Linked DNA regions of Mus musculus: regions 2 and 3 are each linked to region 1. Evidence: chromatin contacts called from public Hi-C and HiChIP or PLAC-seq data. All regions are on one chromosome and are shown on one strand. The core of a region is the stretch at or near the end of the contact, and the rest is flanking DNA. Distances in the headings are between cores, read along the strand shown.

What was found. A called contact is a pair of places that touch in the nucleus more often than the background predicts. HiChIP or PLAC-seq counts read pairs in DNA pulled down with a chosen protein or histone mark.
Region 2: a Hi-C map of B cells shows a contact between it and region 1, with 10 read pairs. The contact joins the enhancer-like site here to the promoter of Zbp1 in region 1. A contact is called at or near these places in 3 of 484 Hi-C or Micro-C datasets (B cells, memory CD8 T cells and natural killer cells) and 2 of 115 datasets of contacts at active chromatin or transcription factors (bone marrow-derived dendritic cells and memory CD8 T cells).
Region 3: a contact with region 1 is called in a FOXA1 HiChIP or PLAC-seq map of pancreatic cancer cells. The contact joins the promoter of Rab22a here to the promoter of Zbp1 in region 1. A contact is called at or near these places in 3 of 39 promoter capture datasets (the 3T3-L1 cell line, liver and pre-B cells), 5 of 484 Hi-C or Micro-C datasets (CD4 T cells, embryonic stem cells, memory CD8 T cells and 1 more) and 4 of 115 datasets of contacts at active chromatin or transcription factors (bone marrow-derived dendritic cells, effector CD8 T cells, memory CD8 T cells and 1 more).

Annotation. Positions count from the first base shown.
Region 1 is chr2:173,217,479-173,220,355 of GRCm38.p6, forward strand. Zbp1 (Z-DNA binding protein 1) reads right to left here and starts at 1,444. Exons shown (of 8, transcript NM_021394.2): 1 at 1,264-1,444. The coding sequence starts at 1,297.
Region 2 is chr2:173,677,977-173,680,853 of GRCm38.p6, forward strand. All of the region lies in intron 2 of Rab22a (RAB22A, member RAS oncogene family), which reads left to right. Among named protein-coding and RNA genes, the nearest start is that of Rab22a, 20 kb to the left of the region's middle. Within about 2 kb of position 1,400, at least 61 of the 459 cell types and tissues checked have an H3K27ac peak or open chromatin away from gene starts, as enhancers often do. A contact at or near this core is called in B cells and memory CD8 T cells, where this site is marked.
Region 3 is chr2:173,658,448-173,661,324 of GRCm38.p6, forward strand. Rab22a (RAB22A, member RAS oncogene family) reads left to right here and starts at 1,398. Exons shown (of 7, transcript NM_024436.3): 1 at 1,398-1,694. The coding sequence starts at 1,659. It also overlaps the pseudogene Ppp4r1l-ps.

The DNA of each region.
Region 1 (2,877 bases), core at 194-2,693:
GTCATCTTCCAGATGCCTGCCTGCCAACTCCAGAAGGCTTCCTCCCAGAGCCCTCCACCCCTGCTAGCTACCCAGCCTCCTCCTCCGTGTCTAACCCTGAGGATCCCCAAGTTCCACCTCATGTCCCTTCCAGCACGTCTGTCTGCTTATCCATGAGTCTGCCTCTACCTTTCTTTCTTTCCTCTTGTGACAAAGTCTAGCTCAGGCTAGCCTGGAACTCATAGCAATCCTCCTGCTTCAGCCACAGCCCCACCCCAGGGTGGGGCTGGGGGTGGGGGTGGAGGAGGAGGAGGGTGTTGGGGGAAGGATTATAGCACTGAGCATCTATTCCTGACTTGGCTTTGCCTTGCCTTGTAAAACCTTTGCTGGGGAGTGTGCCCTGTAGTGGCCTCTCCTTCATTCCTTTCTCCCACTGGCCCCTAGGGACACACAAGGCAGGCCAAGCCTTCTCCAAAGGGTGAACTTGAAGGACTGGTTGCAGGGTCTGAAAGTGGGACTTTGGAAAGCAGAAGGCTGCAGGTGACAGGCTGGAAAGGTTAGCAGTGAAAGGAAACCATGGGAACCAGGTGACCTTAGTTCTGGTCTTTGCTTGGCTCCTCCCTGATAGCTTTTGAGCAACCACTTCTAGTATGTTGAAATAAGAAATGATTTTCAGCTGGGCGTGGTGGCGCACGCCTTTAATCCCAGCTCTTGGAAGGCAGAGGCAGGCGGATTTCTGAGTTCGAGGCCAGTCTAGTCTACAGAGTGAGTTCCAAGACAGCCAGGGCTACACAGAAAAACCCTGTCTCGAAAAAACCAAACCAAACAAAAGCAAACAAACAAAAAACAAAAATGAAGTGCTTTTCAAAAGATGAAGAAGAAAAGCAGTGAACTAAATCCTGCCCACAGCATGGCAGCCTCACACAGCCCTGCACCCCGCAGCCTCCCATAGCCCAGAAGCCCCTAGACAGGGTATGTAGTCTCAGCAAGGGTTCAAATAGGGCAGGAGAAGAGCTTGAATGTAAAATCAAAGTCACATCTCCTTATCAAAGCAAAGTCCTCTCTTGAAATGACAGTTCGGAGCCCGAGGGCTGTCACAGGCCTTGGTGACCTCATCAATGAGGTAAGGTGACATGAAGGATCTGGGGCACAGGATCCTTGAAGCAAGCTGACTTCCCTGTGGTGACCTCAGAATCCTGTTGCTGTCTGGGCCAAGGAAAGAGCTAGGAGCCTTAGAAACATCAGCTGGGACCCACGCGAGGTGAAGGAAGAGGTTTAGCTTACCTCCTGTGCTCAAGTCAACAGGAGCTTCTGCCATGCTCACAGCAGCCTTGGGGCTCCTTTAGGGCAGGGGGTGGCAGTTTCTGGCACTGTGGTCAGGCCTGGGGCTCTGAATCCACAGGCAAGAATGGCTGCTTGGACCTGCAGGCACCAGCTGTTACCATCCCGGAAACAAATACCCATCTGGCTCCATCCCCTCCCCGCCCTCCAGCTTTTCAAAGAAAGAGAAAATGAAACTTTGGTGTGGTTCTCGGAAAGAAAGGGTGTCGAAATCGAAATTGAAATCGGGGTGGGTGAGCAAGCTGGAGTTGGATGACTGTGTGACAGAGAAGAGAGGAGTCTTGGCCTCTGGGGTGGAGACTGGTCTCCCACCGGGAGAGCTCTATCTGAAGAGAACTCTGTGAAAGCCCTGTGAGGAGGAAGATAGATCTAGGAAAAGGCACCTACTGTGCCTCCCCCACATGCCCACAGGCAGGTGTAGTACCATCTACTCACATACCTTCTAGAAAAAGAGCCCCTTTTCTCACTTTCATAAATTCTCAGTGACCCGTGAACAGCTCAGACACTTCTCTGTTCCATATTACGTAAGAGGGGATCGGGGCTCACAGAGATGGCCTTGTGTCCACCACTCAGCTCACAATAATCCCAGAATCTGGGTCCCGGCTACAGGGTGGAGGTGGGGTGAGTGCAGAGGCCATGATCTTGGGACCTCTGTACCTGTCTGGTGTGCAGGTCACTGGTGCACAGGGCAAGACAGCAGCAGTCGTTGGAGACTAGAAGGAGGTGATGTGCCTGGAGGATGTCTGCCAAGCAAGCAGGAGGTGGCAGGTCCCCAGTCAGCTTCACCTTACAGAACCTGAAAGGGTCACCAAGGGACCAAGACCAGGCCAGGTCTACACAGCTTAGGATGGGCCTGTGCATGGGAAAATATTAACATTTCCAAGTGATTTTTTTATGACTTCCAGGGAGGAAAAACAGTGCCTGCAGAGCCAGCCAAGGAAAACAGAAACCGCACTGCCTGTTGCCACCCAAAATAAATAAAGTCGCTTTTAAATGAACTCTCAGCTGGCCCCATTGAGGGACACTGCCCAGGTTCCCTAGAGGCGCCATTTGAAAACTGACCACTAGGTGGCGCATGCTCACCAACCGCCTCTTGCCCAGGGGGTCTTGCTTGGTCCCTAACCAAGGTGGCTCCAGACTTAGCAGGGCTTCAGGACATGCCCTCCTCACTCCTTTCTTCAGCATTTTCCTCTTCCCTTCCCTTCCCTTCCCTTCCCTTCCCTTCCCTTCCCTTCCCTTCCCTTCCCTTCCCTTCCCTTCCTTACATTAGCTGACCTGCCTGGAAGGAGTCAGAGCCTCCTAGGTCAGTGACTCTCAACCATCCTAACTCTGCACGTCGTTGTGATCCCCACCATAGAAATGATTTTCATCAACACTTTGTAACCATAATTTTGCTATTGTTATGAAACATAATGTAAAGATCTGTGCTTTCTAATGGTCTTAGGTAGCCCCTGTGAAAATGCCACTTGACTCCTCCAGAGTACTCTACACATAATAAAGAAATGTTAAAAAACAAAAGATTTATTTATTTATTTCATGTATATGAGTGCTCTATCT
Region 2 (2,877 bases), core at 150-2,649, 460 kb after region 1:
ATATTATTAAGTACATTATTAAAACATAGGTGTAAACACAGCATTAAGAGTGAATATTGGACATGTAAAAGGAGGATGGTACTGCACACCGCAGAACAGCCACCAGCCTCTCTGCAGAGCAGCAACTCCATGTCTTAGTTGCTCTTTATGTGAATTTGGTAGCTTTTGAAGTCACATCTACTTACACTATTCAAAGATGTAAAAGATGGGGTAGAAATGTTCACTTATTCCTGCTATTGGCTGCAAGACTTGAAAGTGGTTTACAGAATGTATGGCACAGGTTCCCAGGCCTTTAGATAAAAACATAGTCAAAGGGAGCTTTGTTATGCTTAGGTCACAATCCAAAACCTATTTTGACTGTAAACACAGTTTATAATCTTGCTAAAGAGCTCTTCCAGCAGCAGATGTGAGGGGCTCCTCTTAACTTCTTCCCATCTTTCTGCTCAGACTCAATTTTTCTTTTTGAGACTTAGATCATCCCTTTGAAGGTTTGTTCTTATTTTTTAGACATGGTCAAACTCTATAACCCAGGTTGACTTACTACTCACTATGTAGTCCAGGCTTGCCTCAGACATGCAGTGATTCCCCCTGCCCCAGCTTCCCAGCTACTAGAATTATATGTGTGAACCACCACACCCACTTTGCAGTCCCTTAATCCTACATTTTCTGAATCTTCCTGTTGAATAGGGATGAAGACCCTGTTCTCCAAGTGTGAAAATCCAGTCTAACAGCTCTAATGGGGACAAAGTCCAGGCTTGGAGACTGAAGGGTTATCACATGATTGAGGTCTAAAAGGAGGATATCATTACTCAGTATATAGCACACATACAAGCATTGCTAAGCCTGGTCATAAGAGTAGCACCAGAAACATGCATATGTGTGCTTCAGCATGTGAAAACCAGGGGTCAACATCCAAGTTTTCTTCAATGTCTTTCCACCTTATCTTCTGAAACAAAGTCTCCCTTGGACCGTGAAGCTCAGCAGTCTTGGTAGACTGGCTGGCCAGTGCGCTTAGTCCTCTCCTCAGTGCTGGGTTGCTGGGTTACAGACATGGCCTACCACACAGTTTTCTACAAGGTGCTATGTATTCACACTCAGTTCCTCAGGATCACACTCACTCCATCATCAGTTTAGTGGCAAAAATGAACTGGAAATGTACATGAGGAAGATTTCTAGGACTGGAAAATGTTGTGACTATATTATTTTGGGTGATAGTTACATGAGACTATGAAGTTTTAAAATTCATTGGCCTGAAAATATTATACTACATTTTATTGTACATCAACTCCACCTGTTCTCATTTCATTTACTGCTGTGATAAACCACTCTGACTGAAAACAACTTGGGGAAGAAAGAGTTTCAGCTACATCGGATGACAGCTCATCACTGAGGGACAGGAGCCATGGGGGAGGGGAGCGTTACTGACTGCCTCACCCTCTCTCTGCCTTGTTCACAGGCTCATGCTCAGAGTTTCAGTTTTGTTTTCATTTTTTTTAAGATTGTTTATTTTTAGTGCGTGTGTGTGTGTGCATGTATCTTTCTGTGGGGTATGCCTATGGAGACCAGAAAAAGGTATCCCAGCCCCTGGAGCTAAAGTTACACTTGTTGGGAATATTAGGAACTGAGCTAGGGTGCTGTGAAAGAACAAGAGATGGAAAAGGAAAAAAAAAAGAAAGAAATGTAAATAAAGAAAAAAAAAAAAGAGAGATGGTTGTCAACAGCTGAGCATGTTTTCAGCCCCTCTGCAGTGTTCTCACACCCCAGCTCTAACTGCCTAAGGATGATGGGATGGCTTATATATATATAATATATATATGTATATTATATATATATATATATTCACTCAAGACCTCACTCTCACTTAGACTTTTCTGTGCTGTGTCAAGTTTATACCCAAGGCTAACCAAGACTATACCTCAATAGATTACAGTTTTTGTAAAGCTCCATCTTTATAGGGACAGAAAATGGCATTTTTTTTCTGTCTCTATAACAAAATTGCTGAGATAATTAATTTACAAAAGGCAAGGGTGGTTCTTTTAGCTTATCGTTTTGGAGGCTGCACTGGATGCTCAGTTGACCCTCTTGTGTGTTGCTTCTGTCCTGTGCAGCACAGCATCCTGAGAGAGTGCAGCAGGGTAGGCTCCGGGACCTCATGGCTAAACAGTAAATGAAAAGTGAGGGACCCTCAACCCCTTTTTACCTGTCAAAAGGTTCAGTGCACATCCCAGTGAGGTCATACTGGTGCCAAAGCTTTAAATACATGAACCTCTGGGAAACACCTGGGAAGTTATTCCTCACTTTCACAAGATGGTTGAGGTAAAGGAAGGTCAGTTGACTCATCTCATGGCACATGGCATCAAAATTAATCAGCCAAGCTGGGAAACTCCCTTGAAGGTTTGCTTCTCACCCTGTGTGCAGCGATTGTCTCCTTCAGTCTTGCCCAGCAACTGTACTTCCAGGGTTCTGTCCTACAGAGAGCTCCCTAGACTGTTAGCATTCTGTCTAAACTCCACCCCCATAGTTACCTGGCAACAGCCAGGTAGGCCTGACCCACACTATAAAGGGGACTGCTTGCTGTGTCTCTTCCCCCATCTCTTGTTCCTTTCTTGCTCTTTTGGGCTCTTGCTCCCTTCCTCCCCCCCCCCCCCTTCCCCCTTCTCTCTCCACATGCTCTCTGCCTTTCTCTGACTCTACTACCCTCTTAACTCCCCTCCCAATGCCCTGAATAAACTCTTATTCTATACTATACTGGCGTGTGACTGGTTCCTCAGGGGGAATGGATGCCTTAGCATGGGCCTGCTGAGGCCTCCCCTTACCCCACGTCTGACTACACCCCCAGAGAATATATCCCCTCTCTCTTTATCTTTTTATAAACAC
Region 3 (2,877 bases), core at 148-2,647, 440 kb after region 1:
TCACTTTTCTTTTCTCTCCAAGTGTCATGCTACACTAATAGAGTTGACACACACACACTCACACACACACACACTCAGGGATCAAATGTGCTCAACACTGCAATGGTCTACCAAACATTCTCAGTCAACATCAACTCCTGTCAGGGAGTTTCAGGTAGGGAAGGGAAGGGGACAGAAGTAACTCCTAGGGCTGGGACTCAGGAAGCCCCAGTTGACTGTGGTGATTTGTGTCATCTGAGGTGATTTGACCTCAACCACCAGCAAGCCTCCCTGGGTTTTTTTTTTTTTTTTTTCCTGCTCCCCTCTGGCTTGTGAGGGAGATCTAGTTCATCTTTGTAAATTCATAAGCCCAACAAATGGCCCGAGCAAGTAGAGGTAGGCGCTGAAAAACTATATTGGATAGACAAGCCAAAGCTTCGTTTGTCCATTAGCCACAAATTGGAACTTGCACTTCGAAGGTGGCATCTCTCTCAGCTACTGTCTCTTAAAATAATTCCAGAGAAGAAGTGGAGGCTGAGAAGGGTCAAGTGGAAGAGACCCACTCAAAACATGGAAAGCAGTGGGCTCCATGAAGACATGGAGCTGGCCAGGCCCACAAGTAGGGCGTCACTCCCAAGCCCTAACTAGGAACCCAAGGAGGTTCCTCCCAGGTTGGGATTGGCTTTCCCTCTCACAGCTCCTAGCGCAGCCAGAGGAGAAAGTGACAGGAAGACAAAGTTTCCAACAGACCCAAGTCCTAGCCCAGGAGGGAAGGGCACCTGAGAAGAAGCGGGCTCGAGATAGGCTCGACCTGAGGCTCCTGTCCCGTCTAAGTGCACCCCACAGTCCTCTGGGAGGGACCCAAGGAGGGGCGGGGCGCCCCAACTGTTACTTACAGTCCTCTAAGTCATCCTGCAAGTCCACAAAGTACAGAGGGATCTCTGAAAAAAAATCAAAAGACACACAAGGAGCTACACGGGGCTGCGCGGGCGGCGAGTCCCGGGCTCGTGCGGAGGTGGGGTGAGGGGGGCTCTCGGGGAGGGGAAGGGGAGCCGTCGGAGACCCCTGAGCCTAGACCCCACTCACCCGCCATCTTAGGATGTGCCAGAGGGCGGGGCTGGAGGCGGGGGCGAGCCCAGAGGCCACGCCCATCCCTCGCGCTCCGCCCACCAGCCTGGCCTCACTCACCCGCCGCCATCTTGGGACGGGTGGAAGGTGGAGCTAGAGGCGTGGTAGCTTCAAGATTACGCCCCATCCCGCCCCGCCCACTCCTTAGAGAAGATGGGGCTGAGGCGGAGCTGGAGGGTGGGGCGACGCTGAGGCTCCGCCCATTGGTGCTCCGCCCACCCGCCTGTGAGCTGCGAGCCGGCCGCCCCGCCCTCGCGGAGAAGGTGGCTGCCGAAGTGGGCGGGGAGGTCAGGTGACCCAGCTGGCGTCCCAAGATGGCGGCGGCGGTAGCGCCCGGGAGGCCAAGGCGGTGTCCCGGCTGTTGAGGTGACTCCGCCGGACAAGTGACGGGGTCGGCCGGACCGGAGGGCGGCGGCGGACGCACGGCCGCCCGGAGTGCTCGGCCGGGACTTGGCGGTGAGGCGGCGGCGCCGGGGGATGCTGGTGCTGGGCCGGGCCTCTCCCTCCTCAACTTAGGGCGGCGGCGGGCCCGCACCCCTGGTTCCCGGGCCATGGCGCTGAGGGAACTTAAAGTGTGCCTGCTCGGGGTAAGTTGCAGCGGGCGGGGTCCGGAGGGTCGCGGAGGCCGGGCGGGCGGGCCCCGGCACTCCAGGGCCCCTTGCACCCCTTTACGCTCAGCGCGGGACGCAGCCCCCCACAGACCCCTTAGGGCGGCGGGACCAGCAGGCTGTGCCCCACCCAAGGCCCCCAGGTGTCAGGGTGGCCCCCGGCGCCCCGGAGCGACGCCCTCTTTCCATCCCACAGTGAAGTAGCCCACAGGTAGTTTCCTTCCAACTTTGCGAGGGACACCTTTAAAGTTAGACAAGTTTCTGAAAGTTAACCCTCCCCAGCAGGGCTTTGGGTTTTATGCGCACACTTGGCCTCCTTTCAGCAATGTGGGATGGTTTTGAACTTTTGGGACGTCTTTGACACTTCTGCAAGAGTTACTTTCCATTAAAGTTCACTCTTCACTAGAACAGGGAGGAGTTACCAGGACTTTGAAGGTTCAGCTTCCGGTCCTCTCACAGTAGTTTGGCCTTTTCAGAGCCTTCTAATGATCTCCTTCCTGAGTTTCTGTTTTAATGACTGAAAAAAAAAAAATTCCAATAACTACATGGTTTTTGCCCCTTAGCAGGGTGGGGCTAGGGTTCATCCCGATTACTCCGCAACTTGGGAGCGCATAGTTTTACTGGTATATGTTAAAAGGCCAGTGAGTCCAGTCACCTTTCACACAGGACAGGCATTGAAGAGGCCTTTTTACTTTGGGAGGGAGCAGGAGTTCAGTCTTAGAGACTAAACCTAAACCTTGTACATCCTAGGCAAGTCCCGCCACTGAGTTGTGTGTCCCCAGTTTGCTTGCTTCTATTTTTTTAGCAGGATCTCCAGAAGTTGCCCAGGATAGCCTTGAAATCTCAGCCTCAGCAGGCCTTGAACTTGGAACCCTCCTGCCTCTGCCTCCCAGATTTGCTAAGATCGCAGTCCTGTAGCACTAGGCCGTCGTAGGTCTTTCCGGAGGTCCTAGTGTCACTTAAGAACTGCAGAATCCTTCCCCAGTACTTTCAAGATGGTTTCTCACTAGTTGGCCATGACTGGCACTGTGCTCAGTTCTTAGGCTAAGAAATCTGCCTGCTTCTGTCTCCCAGGTACTGGAATGAAAAGCATGCGCTCTGGCCCCGTAATATAGTTACTTCACTGACTTATTACAGAAGCCTGTTGTGTCTCTCCATCTGC